2 separate regions of the Oryctolagus cuniculus genome follow, and region 1 is linked to region 2. Evidence: chromatin contacts called from public Micro-C data. All regions are on one chromosome and are shown on one strand. The core of a region is the stretch at or near the end of the contact, and the rest is flanking DNA. Distances in the headings are between cores, read along the strand shown.

Evidence for each region. Hi-C and Micro-C count contacts between places; a contact is called where the count stands out from the background.
Region 1: a Micro-C map of ear pinna shows a contact between it and region 2, with 5 times the contacts expected there. The contact joins the promoter of XRN1 here to the promoter of U2SURP in region 2. A contact is called at or near these places in 2 of 6 Hi-C or Micro-C datasets (ear pinna and an unstated tissue).

What each region holds. Positions count from the first base shown.
Region 1 is chr4:139,436,841-139,442,935 of mOryCun1.1, reverse strand. XRN1 (5'-3' exoribonuclease 1) reads right to left here and starts at 1,729. Exons shown (of 42, transcript XM_070072690.1): 1 at 1,504-1,729. The coding sequence starts at 1,578. ATR (ATR serine/threonine kinase) reads right to left here. Exons shown (of 47, transcript XM_051859026.2): 46 at 4,410-4,515; 47 at 2,275-2,630. The coding sequence ends at 2,457.
Region 2 is chr4:138,834,112-138,840,866 of mOryCun1.1, reverse strand. U2SURP (U2 snRNP associated SURP domain containing) reads left to right here and starts at 4,516. Exons shown (of 28, transcript XM_051818666.2): 1 at 4,516-4,657. The coding sequence starts at 4,613.

The DNA of each region.
Region 1 (6,095 bases), core at 480-2,979, 600 kb before region 2:
ACGGGTGATGGCTCAAGTAGTTGGGTCCCTGTCACACACATGGGAGCCCCAGATTGAGTTCCTGGATCCCAGCTTTTGCCTGGTCCAGCCTTGCCTGTTGGAGGCATTTGGGAATTGAACCAGTGAGTGGGAGATCTTTTGATTTATCTCCTCTCTGCCTTCTCCTTCAAATAAAATTTAAAATAAATAAGTAAATAAAATATTGCTGAACAAATCATGCATTATTAGGTCACTCTGGCAATCATCTTACATGTTCACTTTAGAACTAAAGTGACTGATGTGTGTGTGGCAGGTACTCAAATGTTTGATGGAAGGATCCAGGAAAAGTCAAAGTAAGTTGTATGTCTTCAGTGTACTGGTGTCCTTTTAAAACTCTCTTCTCAGGAAATAAATGCATTCCTAAATCTAACTCAATGCACTGTTCCAAATAAATTAATCATAAGCCAGTGTTTTGGTATTTTTGAAAGCCTTTTCTCATGTACCAAATCTGATTGGAAGTCAACAACAAACAATCCTTTGCAGAAGTTTAAGTCTTCCCCCAAGTTTACAAATATTTTCAAAAGATCAAACCATTATTTTACAGCACGATGGCATTCACGGAGTTACTTCCCTCCCCCTATTATTAACACAGCGCTACTCATGACAACTAACCCAATCAGCCACATACATTTGAAACTGCTTTTTTTCCCTTGTAAAACACAATACAAACAAAAAGAGCTCTCAAATTCACCGAATGGGGCCGACATTAAAGTTTCATCCAAAGTCTAGCTTATCTATCGGACAACTGCTTTCTCTTCTCTTCCCACAGTTGCAAAATACAAACTACATTGTTGGAATCTGCATTGCCCTGGTTTCAATACATGCCAAATATTCGTAGTAGGATCAACGCTCAAACAACCCCTCTCTCCTCCCCAAAGTCTCAAAATAACGCCCGCCGCACGTCCAAGTGCGGCTCTGGCAACAGCGGAATTGGTGTTTCTTTGGGATACCAGAAAGAGTAACAATCGGCATCATAAACGTGACCCTTCGGGCACGTCGGAAAAGTCCAGGCGTGGAGGCGGGGTGGGATGCAGCTCCCGGCAAGGAAAAGTAAACAAGGTGATTCAACCGCGGAGGCGGCTGTTATTGTTCGTAGACACCGCGGCTTCAGGTGGGAAGGGGGGACGGCCACACCAGCTTCGCAGCCCCGACAGAGGGAACAGCGACCTGAAGCCCCCCTGGGGAGGAGCGGGGAGCCCCATCAATATCGTTCCCTCCCCGGACTTCATCTCCAAGGCGCGGAAGGCCCCGCCGAGGCGGGAGAGCTGTCAGAACAGCCCGAAGCCCCGCGCGTCTGTCCCCAATTCAGATCATCCCGGGGTCTTCACACCTTCTTGGGCTGCCTTCGCCACTCGTCGGGCCGACAACAAGCGAAAGGCTAGAAACCCCGGGTCTCGGAGCGGAGGGAGGGCCGCGCAGCCCCCAGTGCTCAGCCTGCCGAGCTACCGCGCATCGCTCACCCACCTGATGCTCCTTCACCACTTCGCTGAGGCAGGGATACCGCTCCGAGATCCATCGGTAAAATTTGGGGACTCCCATTTCGACCGTCAACACTAATTCTAGTCAGGGACAAACCGAAACCAAACGCCCCGCCGGGGCCTACGCCGCCGCCTCCGGACGTCGCTCCGCCGATGACAACACACCGGCCGCGCGACCATAGAGAGCGCCCGGCGGGCCTAGAGCGGCCGGATTCGAGGCCGGGCCCGGGGCGGGACTCAGCCCCGCCTACCCTGGCCGCCGCCGGCGCCGTGGCGTCACAGTGCTCCTAGCGGCTGTGCCGCGGCCGAGGGTCTGAGGAGTTCCGAGGTCAGCCTTCTGCGTTTCGGGAAAGGCCAGTCGTGCTGGGGGGGTTGAGGTGATTTTTAAAACTCCATAGAATTTTAAGTACAGCTGTTTTCCATGACCACGGGTTTGTACATTCTTTATGCCCACGACACGGCAGGCAGCACGTTTAAATTACAAAATGTTTCTTTAGTTTTCTTAAGATTTTTTTCCCCCTGTGTGTCATAGGGAAAACATACCAGAGTTTTAAGTGAACATAATGATAGCCTGTTTATAGTTCTCTTACAAGCACAGTACCGTGCTCACTGTATTTGATAGGATTTTGTTCAAATGAATTCCTGGGCTAACTAGTACTTTTAAAGGGAAATTGATAAAAGTTGTGAAACGAAATTAGGCTAGACTGTTTCTTGCAAATCCATTTGACACATTTCTCCACGTAATCAAATACACATGTTAAGAAATAAGTTTTATTTCTTAATAACAACATATATTATTTAAAATACTATTCACAATTGGGCAGAAGTAATACCAGTTGCTCTAAGACAAAGAAACATGCGGTACTTTAGAATTGGATACAGCCACAGATGAATATCAAATGCATTAAAGTCAGGTTTAACATTTGAAATAATTTCATTTCACATATATGGGGTCCAACCAAGGTACATTTGGCAGAGTAAGTTCGCATCAGTAGCCTCTTGGATAAGGTAATGCACATGTCCTTCAATAGATAATGGCAGCCCTGTCACTCTATTTCGGGTCTTGATTACACCCTGTAATCGCTGCTCGATGTCAAGAACATGAGTCTTAGCCTAAAAAGATGAAACAGAAAATCATTAGAGAAAAGAATTCAGTATATGAGGATGTTGATAATTTCTTGATATTTATAAATGCTGACACTGTTTTGCTGATCAATACCTCTTTTATAGGGGCTGATGTGGAAAAAAGTAAATTTTTTATATGAATTTTTGAGGATGTCAATCTTAATTCAAAATGAATGGCTTGGACATGTTTCTGTATTACATGAAATGGCAGGGAATTCTTTGAACATTATATTTCTAGAGAAATATTTTTAAAACTTTAATTTGAAAGGCAGAGAGGAAGGGATGGGAAGAGAGAGAGAGAATTCCCATCCTAGTCTTACTCCTCAACTGCTTCTAACAGCCAAGGTTGGGTTAGGCTGAAGCCAAGAGCTGGAACTCAGTTTAGGTCTCCCATGTGGGCAACAGGCACCCGACTACTTGGGCCATCACCTGCTACCTCTCAGGGTGCATGTTAGCAGGAAGCTGGAATGCAGGATGGGGCTGGAACTTGAACCCAGGCACTCTGATATATAAAGCAGGCATCCCAAGATGCAGGGTTAACCACTGTACCAAATGCCTTTCTTGAAAACTTAAAATAAATCTGGTTTGAGGGGTTGGCATGGTTGCACAGTAGGTTGAGCCATGGCCTACAATGCTAGCATTCCATAGGAGTGCAGGTTTGAGTCCCAGCTACTCCACTTCTGATCGAGCTCCCTGCTAATGTGCCTGGGTAAGCAGAGTAAGATGGCCTATGAGTGCTAAAGCCCCTGCCACCTCCATGGGGGACCTGGATGAAGTTCCTGGCTCCTGGCTTTGGGCTGGCCCAACCCTAGCTGTTGTGGCCATTTGGGATGGGAAAGTGATCTCTCTCTCTCTCTCTCTCTCTCTAATCTGCCTTTCAAATAAATAAATAAATCTTTTTAAAAATCTGCTTTGAAACTGTTTAAGACCTAAACATTTGATTGATATTCTATAATAACAGCAACAATGTTCTAATGCCTAATATTTAGGCAATGTTAGTAAATGAAAATAGAGTTCTAAGTGACCTATTTGGAATTCTACAAGTCTATAAAGAAAGCATATCAGATGTTATTAGGAAAAAGGTCCTCAATCTATTCTAACTTATAAAAACAACTATCTGTAAACTTGAAGATTCAATGAATTTTATAAAAGATTTATTTATTTGAAAGGCTGAATTAGAGAGAGGCAGAGAGAGAGAATCTTCCATCTGCTGGTTCACTCCCCAAATGGCCACAACAGCCAGGACTGAGCCAGGCCAAAGCTAGAAGTCAGGAGCTTCTTCTGGGTCTCCTGTGTTGCTGCAGGGGTCCAAGGACTTGGGTCATCTGCTGCTGCTTTCCCAGGCACATTAGCAGGGGAGCTGGATCAGAAATGGAATAGCCAGGACACAAACCAGCACCCAAATGGGATGCTGGTGCTACAGGTGGTGGTTTTTACCCATTAGGCCATAGCACTGGACCCTCAACTAATTTTAATAAGGACTGAGTCATTACATTTGTCAAGATGGATTTTGGCACACTGGCATCATATTGAAACTGCTCTATAAATGAGGGTAATTTATGCTCACTTTTCTCCAATCTGCCTCGTTAGTTGCAAGTTCTCTGGTTAAATGCTAACATTAGTAATGACAATAAAACGTAAGATATTGTCAAACTATACAACTAGGTTTCAGAGAAATTAATAATCACCAACAGGTTTGAGAATCAGTTCTCATTTGTAGAGACGTACAGTGTCAGCTCATATCAAGCTAGACGTATTTCTACTGACCTTTTCGTTGAGGACTTCCCCAGTTTCGTTCAGTGATGCTTTGGAATGCCCTTTCACTGGTTTACTCCACTCCACAAGAGGATCATGCAGAAAAGTCTTCAAGACACTACAATTAAAACAAATAGCATGCTACTAATACAATGTTATCTTTGCAAAAAGAAACCTTGTTATAATCTAAGGACTAAGTAAAGGATGAGAAATTAATGGTAATAGTCTTTTTTTTAAAAAAAATTTATTTTATTTATTTGAAAGAGTTACAGAGAGAGCCAGAGCCAGAGGTAGAGCCAGAGCGAGAGCGAGAGCGAGGGAGGTTCTCCATCTGCTGGTTCACTCCCCAAATGACTGCAAGGGCCAGAACTGAGTTGATCTGAAGCCAGGAGCCAGGAGCTTCTGAGTCTCCCACATGGGTGCAGGGGCCCAAGGATTTGGGCCATCTTCTACTGCTTTCCCAGGCCACAGCAGAGAGCTGGATCAGAAGTGGAGCAGCCAGGACTTGAACCGGCGCCCATATGGGATGACAACACTGCAGGCCTGGGCTTTAACCTGCTATGCCACAGCACCAGCCAATACTCTTACAATACCTTAGTTTATTACTTTAAAAAAAAAAAAAGATTTTATTTATTTGAGATGTAGAGTTACAGAGAGAAGGAGACAGAGAGAAAGAGATCCCCCATCCACTGGTTCACTCCCCAAATGGCTACAACGGCCAGAGCTAGGAGCCAGGAGCTAAGAGTTCCTTCAGGGTCTCCCACATGGGTGCAGGGGCTCAAGCATTTGGACTGTCTTTCACTGCTTTACTGGCCATAAGCAGAGAGCTGGATCAGAAGGGGAACAGCTGGGACACGAACATCCCCATAGGGAATGCCAGCACTGCAGGCAGGGGCTTAGCTTACTGTGCCACAATGCCGGCCCACTGTACTGCCTTTTTAGTAAGGTATATGAAATTATTGTTGTGGGTGAAGAGAGGGTAAGGGAATGATGGGCAGAGAAGACTCAAGATAGTAGACAGAAGTGTCTTCTGGAGGTGCTAAATAGAACAAGATGAGTTTTGTATGTCATCTAAAATGTATGCTATTAACTGGTAAATAAATGTTTATTGCATGAATGAATTTCATCTCCTGCCATGTTTCAGTGGTCATATAATACCTATTGCCACCTAAAGACCCAGCCTAGATCTTTATTTTGTACTCTAGAAGGAAATCTAACTAATCATGAGAAATACCCTCTTGGATATGTTCCAGGCATCCCAAACTCAGTATCTTCAAAACAAAACTCATTACCTTTTCCCAACATTTCTCTCATATTCCTGAAATCAGGAAAGAACAATATCATTTGCCCATTTGTCCTGGACAGAAATCTAGGAATCATCTTTGTTCCTCTTCCTCCCTACCTACCCTTATCAACTGGAGAAGCTTGGAATCGGGCCAACATGGTTAGAGGGCCCTTCAGGCCTGGATTTGTGTGTTTAGGGAGCTTTTGCTCCTCAATGGGCTCTGGAATACCAAGTTCCAGTGTTGCTCTGGCTTCTTGGTTCCACCAGTTACACTTTTGTATTTTCTTTCTTTTGCATATGTCTAGGTTGAGTGATATGATTCTCTGCACTGGGTTCTCTCTGCACATGCACAGCCATGTCTAGAAACAGGTGGAACAGAGGTTCTTGTGTTCCCACGAGAAAAGAAATTCAAA
Region 2 (6,755 bases), core at 3,267-5,766:
AAAGAAGTTCTACAGAAACAGGAGCCCAATCTCCAACTTAGTCTTGGTGGAGGAAGGTCTATAAGCCTTCCTGGATGAAATGACATCTTCAGTAAAAGTAGAAAATGGATTAGGTTTCAATTAGAGGTCAGGGCAAGGGTTAGGAAAGAAGTGCAGAACTGAAAAAGTGTGACAGAATCCAAGACTGGAGATAAATGCAGTTGGGCAGAAGGAAGCTTTGCATTTCATGTATCACTCTGGCCACTTTCTGATCACTTCTTGTTTGCCTGCTGTCTGTTCTTCTACCCCATCCCCTGCCCCTAACAGAACAGCTTAGTCTGCTGATTGCTCAGTGCTTGACACACAACTGTTAACCTTTCTTGAGGACCTGCCATGTGGCTGATCCTCTTCCAAGTGCTTCCTGAACCCCCAGGCCCCCATCACCCAACGGACCAAATTCTACATCCTCAGGGCTGGCTCAGAGGCTGCTCCTCTGTGAAACCTCTCCCATCTTCACTCTGCTCCTGCTCCCAGGATTAATTACTCCTCCCAGAGTCCTCTCTGCTATCGATCCTTACAGCATCAGTTTAATTATGCATAGTGTTAGTTCACTGCTTCCTTGCTTGTCTCCCCCAGTCCTCATTAAGTTTTAAACCATGCGAACACGGTGTGTTTTTCTCTGCCTCTATAAGTCTCACGCAACACTTGGGACATACTTTTGTAGAGACCAGAGGGAATGAGAAAAAAATCATAAATACTCATATAAATGGCTTTCTAAATATAGCACACACATAAATGATATGCCATTTAAAAATTATATTTTATACGTTAGCACTGTTTTCACTTTCAACTACATAAATGGAGGAAGGGCCACAAACTCCCAGAAACACACAAAACAAACCTCAAAAATATTTTGCACAAATGAATTAGGAAGAGAGGGTCTACAACCCCTCACCTTCTGCTCTTGGGCAAGGTCAAATAAAGTACATTATCAACTTAGGCCAGATACAGAAGGCTCTAGTACAGTATGGCAACAAGGTCCTTCTGGCACCAGACCCCGAGGCTCATGAGCAGCCTGTCTCCCCAGGGGACTTGGCCTTATTAAAGACCTGGAAGGAAGGGTCTCCCTCAGACCAGTTACAGCCCCAGTGGAAGGGGCCCTGCCGAGTACTATTGAGCACTCCTACGTCAGTAAAATTACAGGGAGTCCCAAGCTGGGTACATTTGTCAAGGATTAAACCTCTACCTCTTGAGTTTCCACAGGTGGATCCAACAGATACATCAGCTTATTCCTGTGAGCCAATTGAAGATCTAAAATACCTCTTCAAAAGGCAGAAAAATAAGTAGAACTCTTGTTCTAGCCACAACAAAATGCTGCAATTCAGTGCCCACCTGATGTACATATCTCTCTTGGTCCTTTCTGGGTGCTATTATTGGCAGAAGGACTCCTTGGTGGGTTCCTCAGTGACAAAGAACGACAGCCCAGAAGAGTTTTTCAGAACCGACTTTAAGAACCTGACCTTAGCTGTGGGTAATCTGGCCTACACTTCAGGACGGCTTCTGCAGCAGGCTCTGATTTCGGTACACTCCCTGTCCAGGGTAGTTATGGACGATAGACAGGTCTTAGAGTTCATGTTAACAGAACAAGGGGGCATGTGTGCAGTGCTCACGGGGATCTGCCGCCTTTACTCAAATAATAGTATGTTCTCAGAAAAGGACATCAAAGCCCTCTATGCTCAAGCTAAATGGTTTTATAGTTTGCATAGCGGAAATCTCCCACCACCTACTGTCTGGGAGATGGCTAGACGTTTTTTCTATCTTAAGGGGCACACCAGTAGCACTTGGGGCTATTCCAATCTTCTCATGGTGAATGACAAACTTATATGTTTCAGAACCCAACAGCTTCTGAGAATAAGGACATGCAGGATGGCGGTGACTGAAAGAGCCCCAGCTCATGAAGCTAACTCATTAGATGAGATAGGCAGAGACTTCCGGACCGAAAACAGGCAGGGTCTACGCCCCTAATAAGCAGGAAGTAGCTACAGAAGATGGTGACTCGATGCGCATCAACATCCCCTTAAGATTAAGGTCTGGAGTCTCTGAGGGGGGAATGAAGCAGGCAGGCATGCAGGCTAAAATTGGTTAGATTTGTGAGCTGGAAGACCACGCCTTCGCCACGCCCCTGTGTGACTTCACGCCCAACCTGATACCTTCGCCTTCCCTCTGTGTGACCTAACACTCTACCAGATACCCCCACTACGCCCCCATGTGACATCAGGCTCTACCTGACCATACCTGAGCGCCCACCTGGCCACAAGCCACGCCCCTGTGGAAAATGTATATAGACAGTGAGTGTCGCAAAAGGCTCTCTGCCTCTGCGGTGCTGCCGGTGATAAGCGGTGGATAGCAGCTCAAGGTGCTTGCTGCACGTGGCTTTGGCCTGCTCTCTGAGTGGTATGGACGCTACCCTAGTTTCCAGACTTTCCCCTCTCTCCTATCTGAACTAAAGCCTTCACTTTCCTAGATGCCTCTTGCACTAAATAAAAGCTTAAAACATACCATGCTGCCTCGTTTACCTGTGCCGGTATTTAGAATTCTTCTCTAAATATTAGGCAAGAACCCTCTTGGGCTTATTAATATTGGGGATTTAGTTATAAGCCCGTGATGAAATCATATGGCACCCCAAATTCTGGTAGTACATGTGGCATCCCAGATAGCAATTCTATGGAATTTTAAAGGGCCACATTTCAGTGTAATATTTAGGGGATCTTGTCCGATTCCACTTCCAACCCCCAGGGCAATTTTTTTTAGATTATTTATTTGAAAGACAGAGTTACAGAAGCAGAAAGGGGGGGGGGAGGGAGAGAGAGAGAGATCTTCCATCGGCTGGAAATGACCACAACAGCCAAAGCTGAGCTGATCTGAGACCAGGTGCCAGGAGCCTCCCCTGGATCTACCACATGGGTGCAGGGACCCAAGGACTTGGGCCATCCTCTGCTGCTTTTCCAGGCGCACTAGCAGGATGCTGGATCAGAAGTAGAGGAACTGGCACCCATATGGGATACAGTCTCTGCAGGCTGGGATCTTAACCTGCTGTGCCACAGAGTGCCGGCCAGGGCAATCTTGTAAAATAAATTATGACCAAAGCCCTGTTAGGGCTTGCTCGGCTGTTGGGATACAAACAGTTAACACCTGGTAAAGTGAGCCCCAAATAAGCATGATCCTTGAGACGCCAAGAAGGAATTTTATATGGCCTAAGATTCTGCTGGCTGGGACATCCCAAGCTGATAAGAACATAAACTGTTGACTTCATTAAACACCTGTCAAGGGGGTCTTCTCCCTGTTCCGACCCTCCTTGTGGGGGAATGTCCCCCTGCCAAGAGTCAGCAATATAAACAGACTGTTGCCCTCTGCGTGGTGGGCAGTCTCAGATTCCCAGACTGTTGCCCTCTGCGTGGTGGGCAGTCTCAGACCCCGGCTTGCTGTCCAGTGCGAATCCTACTTTCCCCGGCATGCTGCCCTATCCTTAATGGAAGCCTTTCCTGCTTTAACCAGGCGCCTCCTTGCTTCTTTGAACCCTATAATCCTAAACACCAAGCGGCCCTACCTGCCCTGCTGACGGCCACATTCTCAGTACACCGGCTACCTCAAGGCCCCATGTGAACTTTCTCCCCTCCACGCCTGCGGGGACCTGCACCGCGGGCTGTCGGGACTCACACTCACGCCACAGAGCTGCCACTTCAGCCATCCGCGCCGCCTGTAGTGCCTTTTCCCGCTTGCTTCGCCTGGCTCGTGTCCCGCGTGGCCTCGGCAAGCAAGCTTTCCCGATCTAAGAACTTCGTAAAAAAGTATTAAGTACAAGAATGGCTTATGGCAGCCCCTCCGCTGTGTGACTGAAAGTGAAAAAAGGATGCTAACGCTTAAAGCGCCATTTTAAAAAACGACACACAACTTACACGGAGGCCAGCCGCGGAGTGTTCACGACTTTCCCGCATTCCCTCCTGTCTGCAACGGGCTCATTCTGCAGACGCCCGTTTCTAGCGGATCTCCCTGGGATCGGAGGTAACGTTCCTCCCGGCCCCCCAGGCACAACCCTTATCTCGGTATTCACCACCTCAACGCCGGCAGACCAAGGCTCTGCCTTTCCCATCACCGTGCGCGCCAACAGCGTCTCTGCCGACCCCGCGCCTGACCCCTACTCGGCTCCGACCTATTTTCCGAATGGAAGCAAAGGCTCCTCCCTCAGATGGCCAGCGCGCTGTTTAAGCGCGGTCCTCTTCCCGCCCAGGAAATACAACTGGCTCCCATCCTTCAAGCCTTGGGGCACGGAAAAGACTGTGAAGTATCAGCCTGCCCTCAAAGTGAGGGCAACAAGAGTCTCCAAATTCCCGGACCCCAAAACGCCACCAAGAAGCCAGACTCCCCAAAACACCAGCCGAGTGAGTACGCGGGGTAGCGGAGGAATGTTAACTGACACCGGAAGTCACGTGGCACGACTCGGCCTGAGTTCACTATCTCGGCAGTCGGCTATTCAGCCTTGCAAGCGCCTCTGGCGGGCTTCGCTGAAATCGGCTTTTTCGGCGCTCGACTTGTTCGTGCTGCTGCCGCCGCCGAAGGAGGGGCAAAGCTCAAGATGGCGGACAAAACGCCAGGCGGATCTCAGAAGGCCAGTTCAAAGGTAATTTCTTAGAGGACTTCGCAAGTCAGTGGGTCTGTCGCTGCGTTCTGGGGCCTGCAGGGGCTTCTGGCCCACGGGCGGTCACTGGGGTTGGGGTCCGAGTTCTGGTTGCGTCAGTAGGCCCGGCCTCGCCGCACCCGTGGTGCGCAGGTTGAGAGGCCTGGTATCGCCCCTTAGTCCCAGGCTGGATTCGGCTCGAGACTGGCGTGTCCAGGAGGTGCTGGCGTGGGTAGTTCGGCCCGCGCTTGGCATTGGAGTGAAGTCAGGAATTCAGATTGAGGTCTGAAGCCCTGTAAACGCGTCCCCGGATCCCCGCTCGCTGGGCTCGGAGGCCGCCGCACAGCGCCTAGGAGAGGCGGGAATCGCTTCCCGTGGCTTAACTGTTTCTTTTTTCCTCGGTTCTTCGGTTTTAGATTTCACTCGCTTCCGGCCTTCCTGAATTTCACGCCTGCCGGGGCATAAATCATTTCTAGGGTCGCAGCTTAAGAGAGGAGGGACCAGTAGAGGAAGGGCACGGGGTGGGAAGTGCAGAGGCGGGAGCGGCTCTGCTGTGCGGAGCTGCCTCCCAAGGTTAGTGCCACACTCTACACGTGGTCACTCCCTCACTTTAGGGGAAGTAGAAACAAGCCCTTCTTTCGGGCGTCGAAGACTGGGGTCTCCTTCACCTCCATGTTGTGTGTTGCTCCAGCGAAAGAATTTGCGTTGACTTGGAAGCTGAGACCAGTAAATTACACTGGAGTTTACAGGGGGAGCCGAGTGCACGGATTGTGAAACCGGCCGAGTGTTGAATAGTTTAGGTTCTGGTTAGCATCAGGTCTTACGTGGGCCATCTGGGGCGGGCCACTTAATAGGTTTTGTTTTGTTTTTGCTTTGGGCTTCTTATCTTAAAAGTAAGAGGTACTTCCGTGAAGTAGTTGTTAATCTTTCAGATGCTGGTAGAAGAAATTTTGTCTGAGATGTTAAAAGCGTATATGACCTCAAGTCCTCTGTTAAAAACTTATGTTGACGGTTTAAGGGGAGAGCCTTAGGCTTACAGTTTGTAATGAGAAACATTTTCTGTTAAATAGCAATCTGTATGCCGTTTGGTGAATTCACTAAGTACTTTGCAGTTACCAAACATCCTTTAGTTACTTAGAAATTAAACCACTTTTAGCTGCTTTACATCTTTATTCCCTATCAGTTTTTCTTTCCTTCCTTTTGGGGGAGGGGTGTAGATGAATAGGTGGAAAACTCATCTTACACACTCTGTCCTTGGAGAAACTCAAGACAAAAGCAGCCTCACTCATAGGGAGTGTTAGTAAAGCTATGCTGGTAATAATTCGTGCTTCCTCTCAAAGTATTTGCAATAGTCCGTATTTGAGGCCTTGGATACAATGAGAATATTTCAGTGCTTTTCATGGTTGTAAATGTGTGGCTGCTTCATGTAATTATTGGCTCTTCCATTAATCTTTTTAGTTTATACTGCTTTAGGTTATCATCTGTTGATACTATTCACAGATTCCTTACTCATGTCTGTAAGAGGAATCTTGACTCAAATAATGTTACTGTGATTTCTGATTTCTCTGTTCATATAGAAACCACACAGTGTAGTGGAAAGATGATGGATTTTGATAACCACCAAGAGATTTGGATTCAAATCCTGACTTGGTAATTAATGTTTGCAATAATCTTAAAGCATATATTGCTTAAACTCTTGAACCTCACTTTCCTCATTTGTAGTGTGGACGTAGTCCCTCCCACTTTTTTTTTTAACTGACTATTATAAGGATTAAAGGAGGAAATTAAAAAGTACTTACTTTTCAAAATGTTAGGATATATTTTAATCCTTAGTCTTCAGCCATTGTAATGACCACCCAGGTTGCTTTTACTTATTTCCAACACAATGCTGGAATTTATTAGAATATAAACTTATTTTGGCTAGAACTGTAGTATTTGGAATTTCCAACCTTTATTTCTATGGTTTGATTTGTGTTCTTTGGAGAGAGCAGATAAGGGGCTTATATTCTGTAACACAGATGAAATGAACAGGGACTTCTGTTTTGTGTTAATTCTTTGGTAGTTGAAATCCCATTGATATGGATAGAAATGTTTATCAATC